Regions from separate parts of the Drosophila melanogaster genome. Here region 2 is linked to region 1. A link is a contact called in public Hi-C data. All regions are on one chromosome and are shown on one strand. The core of a region is the stretch at or near the end of the contact, and the rest is flanking DNA. Distances in the headings are between cores, read along the strand shown.

The links. Hi-C and Micro-C count contacts between places; a contact is called where the count stands out from the background.
Region 2: a contact with region 1 is called in a Hi-C map of the Kc167 cell line, with 2.0 times the contacts expected there. A contact is called at or near these places in 2 of 107 Hi-C or Micro-C datasets (the Kc167 cell line and the S2 cell line).

Annotation. Positions count from the first base shown.
Region 1 is chr3L:16,660,036-16,664,551 of dm6, forward strand. Baldspot (baldspot,) reads right to left here and starts at 1,580. Exons shown (of 5, transcript NM_140652.4): 1 at 1,436-1,580. It overlaps Galphaf (G protein alpha subunit f), which reads right to left. Exons shown (of 5, transcript NM_079394.3): 4 at 3,607-3,704; 5 at 2,522-3,513. The coding sequence ends at 2,814. It also overlaps asRNA:CR46033.
Region 2 is chr3L:17,011,160-17,016,236 of dm6, forward strand. It overlaps CG3764, which reads right to left and starts at 1,406. Exons shown (of 7, transcript NM_001275048.1): 1 at 230-1,406. The coding sequence starts at 507. It overlaps CG6664, which reads right to left and starts at 5,021. Exons shown (of 5, transcript NM_168710.3): 1 at 4,584-5,021; 2 at 3,982-4,099; 3 at 3,828-3,918; 4 at 2,834-3,745; 5 at 1,727-2,770. The coding sequence starts at 4,097. The coding sequence ends at 2,291.

The DNA of each region.
Region 1 (4,516 bases), core at 330-2,829:
TCACACACACACACACACAATCAGGCACATAAAAAGCCCGCGTTTTGTCGCATAAATTTCTCGGCGACCTTCCTTTCCCCTTCGTCCCACACCACTCCTCCTCTCATTCATCCATTTCATTGATTTTGCCAGGCAACAAAAAAAACACCGTTGGTCCATGGCTCTCTCTTACTCAATCTTTCTTCCCTCTCACACCCCTTCAAACACCTTCCCGCTCTTGCTCACTCTGCAAGGGATGTGCAACGCTTTCATGAATGGCGCACGCTTTGTGGTTATCTTCATCTACATTCTTCCGCTTTTCACACTTTTCACACCTCGTGCTGAAGCTTAAATGGATACACAAACAACTTGATACACAAAGAGAAACATTGCTCGTCAATCGGAGGTAAAATCTTGACATTAATAATTAAGTTTAGTTAAATGTGCATGAGTTTTATTTTAAATATTTAATTTAAATGTGAGAATTTTAAGATCCCCAAAATCTCTAGCCGAAAAACTACACTAAAACTACAAATTAAATACATTTGGAGTCTCCGAGTTTGGTTTTTTTTAACATTCTACTTTTATATCTTGAAATCACAATACTAATAGCTGAATCCAGGGACACTCTGAGTCCTGTAAGCTACCCCGTTATTACATCACTTTTCTCACAGTGTTCTGGGAGCACATGAGTGAGGGGGTGGCTGTAACGGAAAGTGTAATTGTGGTAGTTTACAGAGAGCGCCAGTCTGGCGCGCTCTCTCTTCCTCTTTTTCTCTGCCCACGAAAGTCTCGTGCGAATTAAAAGAACTTGAAGGAATGCATAAGCAAACAGCGAAACCCAGCAAAATACAAATGAGACAGGGCAACTTGCCGGTGGGAGGGAAATTAGTTTGAATGCCTAATTGCATGCCAGACACGCGACTAATCATACACACACTCGACGCGCTCACACTTTTACGCACTCTCACTCACTCTCGCACACACAGGTGATTTCGTTTTGCCATAAGCTTCGCTTTGGTTTGATTTGGAAGCTTTTTCTGTTGTTTCTTTTTGAGTAACATATCCGGTTTTTTGCGCGAGCGCTTTCAAAAATTTCTAGTGAAATTTTTTCGATGCTCCTAGCGGTTTTTATGTTTCCGAAAAACAAACTGCCCCTCCTCGCCCTAACTTTGCTCTCACGCAAAAACACGCGATCTTTGCCGAATTTTTTCCATTCGTATTCTGGTTCCTGCTGAATCGATAAAGTTCTCGGTTAAATCAGCAAATGTCTGGGAAATATGTTTTTGCCTCTCCTCTCTTTCGTTCTCTCTCGCAGCATCGGATGAGAAAAAAGGGGCGCAAAATAAGGAGGAAACCAAACCACCGCAAAACATCAACGAGAACACGCACTCACACAGATATCACAGAAAACACGGTTACTATTTTCGAACGCTGATGTCTATGAGGTAATTACATTTGCTCGCCGCCTCTTATCGCAGTATCAATTGGCTGGATCACAACACACACGGCTGGCTGTCACACACTTCTGCCCCAGCGACTCGGTTCAGCAAACTCAAAAAACTATCGAATTTGCCGGCGCAAAGCGAACTGAACGTTTAGCTGGCGGTTCGGCTGCTTTATCGCTATACTTATATATAGGAGATATTTTAGTACCAATCATGGCGCTGGTACTTTTGCCATCGCGGTATTTTTCTGCGGCTCGCGTGCGGTCACATCTAGCTGCGTGCGGGTGGAGCTCTATGCACACTGGTTCCACTCCTATTGGGTACTAGTCAAACTTACTTATGTTGCAAGGAACAGTTAAGCCACTAGTGTCTTTGGTTAAGCGTAGCAAGATGCATTTGTATGCCCAAATTATTAAACAGTATCGCGAGTTATACAGGAATATTTTTGTTTTATGGTTATACCGACATGAATCGTTAAAATGTTTGGGGAGAACGTAAGCTGGTAAAAGTTAAAACGATGATCGATCTTTATTTAACTTTTTGATTTGGTTGAAAGTAACGATTCTTTGTTCGTGTTGCATACGTAGACACAAAACTTAAATACCATATCACTTTACGAGTAATGGGTATTAGGTAAGGACCACAGCTCATTGGTGTGTAACTTGGCTATTAGTTAAGCGATGGTAAAGAACTATGTGGATTCCATCATTTAAATTTAAGACCGACCGTACAAAATATAACGCTCTGATCGATAAACGGCATTTAAGTGGAATAAGCTTTTTTTTTAATTTGAATAAGAAGCGCATATTTTGTAAAAGATCACTATGACTTTTTGCCTTTCAATATGTTTTTTATATTTTAAAATGTTTTAATACGAAGCTTATATATTCTTGTATAAAGAGTAGAATGGTGTATTCCGAATGGGAAACTATTTTGATCAAAAGTAAAACAACTATGGTTTCTTTTCCTTTCCTATGGCAACATCAGATCGCTCAAAGCGTGTGTGCCCTTTGAAGTATGCTACACTTTGTGTTGCATGGGACCCAAATACCCAAACTTTGGGTGCAAAAATATTTAAAACTCATTCTCAAATTGTCTGGGTGTGTTTTGGTTTATTGTAGATGCTATATTCTATTAGAGTTTAGACATTGGTTGAAGGAGTAGTGAGAGCATTCGGTATGAGGATTCTTCCTCTACACCCAATGCAGTTAAATATATTAAAGCGTTGTACCAGCCATTGTGCAACATACGGTTGCCACTACGATCTACGGTCTTACATGGCTACTTATGTAAGTCATATCCTACTAGATCACAGTTGGTGGGGGCCTGAGGACAGCCCTCCCTTAACTTTATTGAGAAGCTCTCCGATCCGCAACGGGATCTGGACTAGAATAGGCCCATGCTGGACACGTTCTCCGAGAGGATCATCTTCTGGACATCGCAGAAGACATCACGGATGCATCGCGTATCCGTGGCGACGGTGAAGTGGTAGTAGCACTCCCTTTCCGAGGTACCCAGATCCACCTGATTCCGTGAGTGTCGCTTGAACGGCTCCTGTGTGATATCCACCAGCTTCTGTTTGATGAACATCTTCGTCCAGTCACTCTCGCCAAAGCAATTGTCCTGCTGCGGCCTCTTGCAGAAGTCCTCGTATTCGGGAAAGTAGTCCACAATGTGCTTGCCGGCCCGAATCTTTCGCTCCATGATGTCGTACTTGTTGAGGAACACGATCAATCCGGCGGAGGCGAGGAAACGATTCTGCCACACGGCTCTGAACAACTTCAGAGCCTCCTGCAAACGATTCTGGCTGGGATCCTCGCGCAGATTCTGATCGAACTCGCTGCACGAGATCAGGAACAATACGGCCTGTATGCCTTCGAATACCTGAATCCACTTATTCCGCTGATCCCTTTGGCCACCCACATCGTACATTTGGAACTGCTGTTCGCCACCACCCATGCTCTTGGGAATGGGTACGCGGAAGGTGATTTGCGAGATGCCGGTGGTGATCTTACGGCTGTGCAGAATGTCCTCGGTGCTGGGTATGTATTCAGCATCGCTGATCCGCACAAAGTTGTCCAGGAAGCTGGGGTAAAAAAAAATTCAAACTTTAGTAAGGTTTTTTTTTGAATAAATGGGAAAGAAATCTGATTTTGAATCAATCCAATTAGATACTTACTATTTCGCACTATCCAGCAGGGGAAACTCATTTGAGCGATCATAGCAGGCGCGAATACCCACATCGTTCCACAAAGTAGTGACGTGGTCGCAGTACTCCTAAAAATACAAAAAAAGTAACCCAAAATTAAGTATTGTTTTCAAGTCAGTGATGGAAAATAACATCAACTCTTCACCGGAAGATTGCAAAAGCCGCTTGGACAGACAAGTACGAAAAGCTAATCCGGTAGTAAAATTGTCTAGCTAACCGTCTAAAAAAATTCTATTTGCTGAATATATGATAAGGATCATAAACGCCAAGATTGTGTCACTTTGCAACTGTCATACGAATGATCAACATCAACATCAAAGTAACAGCACAAAGTCAACTTTAAACTTAAAAATAAAATATAAGAACCTCCAAAAAACATACTCTATTTTGGTCTGATATGATTATTTATTTCCTCAGTTAACTTAAAACTCTGAACGTATTCGAGTCACCTATTCAAACAGTCAGTCATAAAGCAAGGGGAATCCGAACTTCGGTACTTCTTTTGTTTATGCTTGGCATTACTCACTGGCAAAACATAAAACCATGAATGACTGGCATCTAGATCTGGGAAAGGCCCCGCCCACTTGGAGACCTGAACAGCCTTGGTAATCTAATCGTAAGCCATATAATGACCACTGGTTAGAGGTACATAGATAAATTTCGGAAAGATAAAGCAGATTGCGCCACATGAATCACATTCAGAGGCAGCGTTGCAGCTGCGGCAAACTTGAAATAAAAAAAAGGAAAGAGCAAAATAATACAATAAGGCCCGGGCCAGGAAGTCCGATTTACAAAACACTTGTTTTGGAAAGTTTTTAGACATTCCACGCCGCCCAATGGACACGCTATCAATCAAATCGCCGCTACTGATAACACGAAT
Region 2 (5,077 bases), core at 156-2,655, 350 kb after region 1:
TGAGTGCCGGTGGAGGGGGCGGGGCGTATATGTATGTACATACATACATATGTATAGTGTGAAACGCATCATGAGAACGCCTTTTCGCACGTCTCTCTTTGTGTGAATGTATGTGCTTCCGAGTGATTTTGCAGCTGCACCTATTTTCCCCCTTTGTTGTGCGCGCATTTTATCGATACACTAATACCGGGTGTTAGGCAGTTTTGTTGTTAAAAAGATAAACACTTACCTTAGATAATTTCGCGAAGTTTGTTTTGTAGCTTTTGCGGACGACGAACTATTGCCAGCAGAGGCCGTGGCAGCGACGCCGGCAGAGGCGTGAGCTGTACGTGCCGGCAATGTTGTTGTAGTAGCTGATGTTGCTGTTCCTGTAGTTGCTGTTGTTGTTTGGCTATTAATTAGCGCTGCTGCTGCTGCGGACGCTGCGGTCAGCGTGGGCGCTGCCGCTAAATTCGCTGGTGTTGTTGGTGTTGCCGACGGAAAGAAGAGTTTATTCAATAGGGCCATAATAAGACACGATGTCCGCAATCTGTTAATAAACACATCTGGCCAATCGAAATCTCAGAATCGAAGATCGAATATTGAATTTATTTCTGATTTTGTGTGGAAATGGAAATAAAACACAGACACGCACGCACACAAACAAGGGCGCACTTTTCGCTTTCCTTGGAATGAGTGGTTGTTGCTGTTGTTGTTGGCGAAAGAGACGTCTACCGTTACACGCGCGCCTGCCAGAGCGAGATGGCGGATGCTGCACAATCAAAACCAAAACTTTCGCTTTGCACTTTTCTTTCTTGCACTGCTTCTGATCTATCTGATCTCTTCCTGTACACAAACACACACATACGCACTTGCAGTGGAATTTATTTGATTGAGCAAAAATAATATATGGCTATTTTTGTGTTATTTTCGCGAATCGGCTGCGGAAGCGACACAGGTTCTTTACCGTTCCACATCGAAATGAGAACCGAATATCGCTGGCGTCCGCTTTAAAAAGTTTGCAAGAGACGCGTCGCAGTCGTTAAATGTGTGTGAGTGAAAGAGAGGGAGAGCGGCAGCAGCGTTTAAAGAGCACCATCTGTGTTTGTTTGTTTGAGTGTGTGTAAATGGTTTTCTGTCGTTGCTACCAATGCGAGCTTCTTTTGGCCAATACACACTTTTTTGTTGTCATTTATCATTGACTTCCCACTTCCTGCCCACCTATTTCACCGTCTTTCTCTCGGTTCTCAGATCAAAGTCAAGTCACTTATTTTAATTGAACACTTTGCGGCTTTGTTTGCTCTCGCTCGAGGTGTTACACTCCGCTTTTTGGCCTGGCCCAAAGGTTAGTCTTTGGTCTTAACGCTTCGCGCTGACTGTTTGGCCTTTATTTACAATCACAAACACAAACAACACAAGAGCATTTTGCAACGCGAAGTTAGCTGCAGCTGCGCGCCAGTGTGTGCACGCCAAGTGGCAGAAGTATGAAGGCAGTTTTAGGGGATACTTTAAGTGTTGCCCCACCATTTGTCGTGCATTTAACGGAAATTCGAAAATTCTTGTTCTTGTGGTTCGTCAAAAGAAAAAAATGTTATTTCTGAAAACATATTTTAAAAAAACCTATCAGATGATGTTTACAATTCATATATTGTAGTGTCTACAGTTGTACTTTCTACAATTTTGAAAACCTTGCACCTCGAATTTAAACAAAATTTAATTTAAAAAAATTCTGGACGAATTTTTATTTAATTTTAAATTGTTGAACTTTATTTTTGTTGGCTTACATAAACATACTTCAAAATTTTTTAGGCCCACATGCGAAGGAATTGTGGGAAAATGGTTTCGACATGAATAGAATTCACCCTTTTTATAAATTCATACGATCTGGTTAGCGTGTGCTGTCCATCCTCATTCTCATCCTCTATATCCTCCATATCTCATTATTAGCTGTGTTTTACTTAACTTTAACTGGAACCGAGCGAAATTAGAAAAACATTCAAATCTTAAACATTAGCGCTAAATATTCGTTCGCCTAGGAATTCCGTTATTGAAAGGTTTTAAGAGATTTTGATCAAATAGAACATACATATACATATTAACCATATATAAATGTGGCGACTTTGAGTCGCCCTGGAGAAGCTTACGATAGTTACTTTCTCATCTTTTGTTTCTGTGTTTTCTTATGTTTTTAGGATCGTTAAACTGGTTGCTTGCATGCGTGCGTGTTTATGAATATAGTGTGTTTTCGTGTGAAAGTGTGTGAATAAGTCATGATTTTTCTGTATCCCTGTGCGAGAGCTACTGCATCCTCCTAGTCCTTGCAGGTGGACGTGTCCATTGGACTGGCTGGCTGGATAAAGGCCGTGGCCGCCGAGCTGGGCGGATTGGTTGGCGTAAACGCCGACAGTGAGGAGTTGCTGCTGCTGTTAACAAGATTGCCGCTGGACGAGTTGTTCAGGCTGATGTTCATCAAATTGGACGACGACGACGAAGCGCTGGAGTGGCTAGTGAGCTGGGCCAGCAGACCTCCACCTCCACCGCCGGCCAAGAAGGTGGCACTGCCGCCAGCCGAATTTGACGAGCCAAGGCTTAGGCGTTCGCCTCCCAGATTCGAGAGAAAGCCGCCAGCGGCATTCCCAGCTGATACGGACGCGGACGATGAGGAGCTGCCGGTTCCCAAAATGCCCAGCAGTGGGTTGGTTGAGGTCAGCACGTTCGGTGCGGAAGTGTTCAGGCCCAGCATGGGCGTTGGCAGTGCTGGCTTTATGAAGCGTTCGCTGGCACGACGATTCTGAAACGAAGAATTTTTAATTTTACAAATCTGGAAAGCAACATTTCACAATATCGTACTCACCACTAGCTGGCCGCAGGCATAGCAGCGGTTTTGCACCGCCGTGCCCGGACTTAGAGGTCGGCTACTCGAGGGACTGTGGGAGACGGGACTGCTGATGGTGCGTTGACGTTGGGCGCTCACCGCTGAAGCTGCGGCGGCGGCTGCTGCCGTCGCTACAGCGAACGAACCGCCTCCCATCAGGTTCTCGTTGTAGAAGCGTTCCTCGTCCATCTCCAGCGAGGATTCCGATTCGGAGAGGTGCCGGCATAGGGCTTCGCGGCGCTCCACCTCCTGCTTTAGCTTGCGCTGAAGGCGAGCGTTTTCCTCGCGAATCGACTTCTCTTCCTGCGCATACTGCTGTGTTTTGATAGTGGCTTCCTTCTGAGCGCTCGCCAGGTCGGAGCGATAGCGAAGCACTTCGGAGCGCAGAATCTGGATATGAGCACTCAAACTGGTGGCCGTATCGCCACCATTGGCATGGGCGTTGTTTGTGATGTCTCGCGGCGTAGTCGGATCGGAAACCGGCTGATCCAGCTTGATTTGCAGCGAACGCTTCTCGGTCTCCAGCTTGTCCATGCGCTTCCACAGCTTGTTTACAAGAGCTTCCTGTTCCTGCTCAAGCGTGTTCTCCAACTCGACCATTTCGCGGCGCAGCTGCTCGAGATTGGTCTGCTTGTTGTCCGTCTCCGCCTGGAGCTTCTCAATCTTGCGCATAAGCTTGTTGACGAGGCACTCCTGCTCCTGCTCAAGTGTCTGCTCCAGCTTGCACTTCTCCTGACGCAGCTGGTCGAGCTTCCGGGAGAGATCGTTGGTCAGACACTCCTCCTCGCGCTCGTAGTGGTGCGCCAGAGTCTCCTTCTCCTTTTTGAGGGCCTGAATCTTTTTTAGCAGCGTGTTTGAGATGTATTCTTCCTCCTGCTCGGCTTTGGCTTGCTGTGAAAGTAAACAAAGGTAAATTGAGGCAACTTTTGTGAAACTCAATTTCAATTTGATATAACATAAAAGTAGTACTAACAATGATGACTGAGGCTTGCTTGAGGCAGCGATTCTCCTCTTGCACCACTTTGCACTTGGTCTTGAAGGTATCCAGTTCGGCTTTCAGCACCCTAGAAGCGTAGAGTCATATTATTTGTGGTAAAAATGCATTTTAAAAATAGTGTCTGACTTACTTGTTCTGCTGGGTGAGCGATTCGATCCTCTTCTGGAGTTGCTCCCGGGAAACTGGGCTTGGTGGCAGCATGGTGCCACCGTCCAGCGAACTTTCGGATTCACAGGGACTTTCCATGCCTGCAAAACTAAAGGTAAATGGCCCAGTGCCATTACGTTTTTTGAGCATATACATATATGTATGACGAGAAATAATGTATGCCAGTCGCTTTTTAAGCACATATATATTATACATATGTGCATGAGTACATATATATGTGGCGACTGGCTGTTCTTTATTCTTGAATTCGTCTGCGCCCCGTGAGGAACAAAGAATAAAGAAATCGGTCGGTGGTGGTGTTTGGTTTTGGCCCTGATCCGATGCAAAAGTTTAACCTTCAGCTGTGATTTTCTGTGCATCTGGCTTGATGCAATTTTTCGGAAATCGATAGAAGGGCAAGGTCGGCGAAGGAAGGGTTTGCACAGGCTGGCAGGCCATCGCCATCGCCACCACCACCACCCACAGCCCACCACTGCCAGTGACTTCCAACTCACATGTGGGATTACGCCTCCCCCTTTCAACCGGCTGAAAATGTCCGATTTTCCAGATTCTATCTTTGGTTACCTGGCTTTTGTGCGCTGTTTCGCCTTAAAAGACTTTTGCCTTCCGCCGCACTGCTCCTCCCCCCTCTTGAACACTCCTTCGCCGACTCTGTTTCACCAGGGCTCTGGTTGCCGTTCTTGCGTTTCACCTGCGCAGGTGAAAGGATGCAGCTGCGAACGGAGTAGAGTTGAACCTTAGGCGTCTGCTTAGGGCCTGCAGATCTGAGTGCGGTACATTTTGCCCGATCCGATCGAATAAAATTAAAGTCAAATTGCGAAAAATCCACAGTGCAGAAGTGTGACCGTATATGTGGCGAAATACCGAAAAAGCGCTCACAGCGAAACGCCGCGAGGTAGTGATGACACTTGAGGAAATACCAGTAGAGGTGGAAAACAATACAATTATGCTATTCAAAAATTGTATTACAATTTTATCAAAATATATCAGAAAATAGACAGATACGTTAATTTTGTAAGTTTCTTTCTTGTCGTTGTAAGGTGGAAGTCGAAATGTGT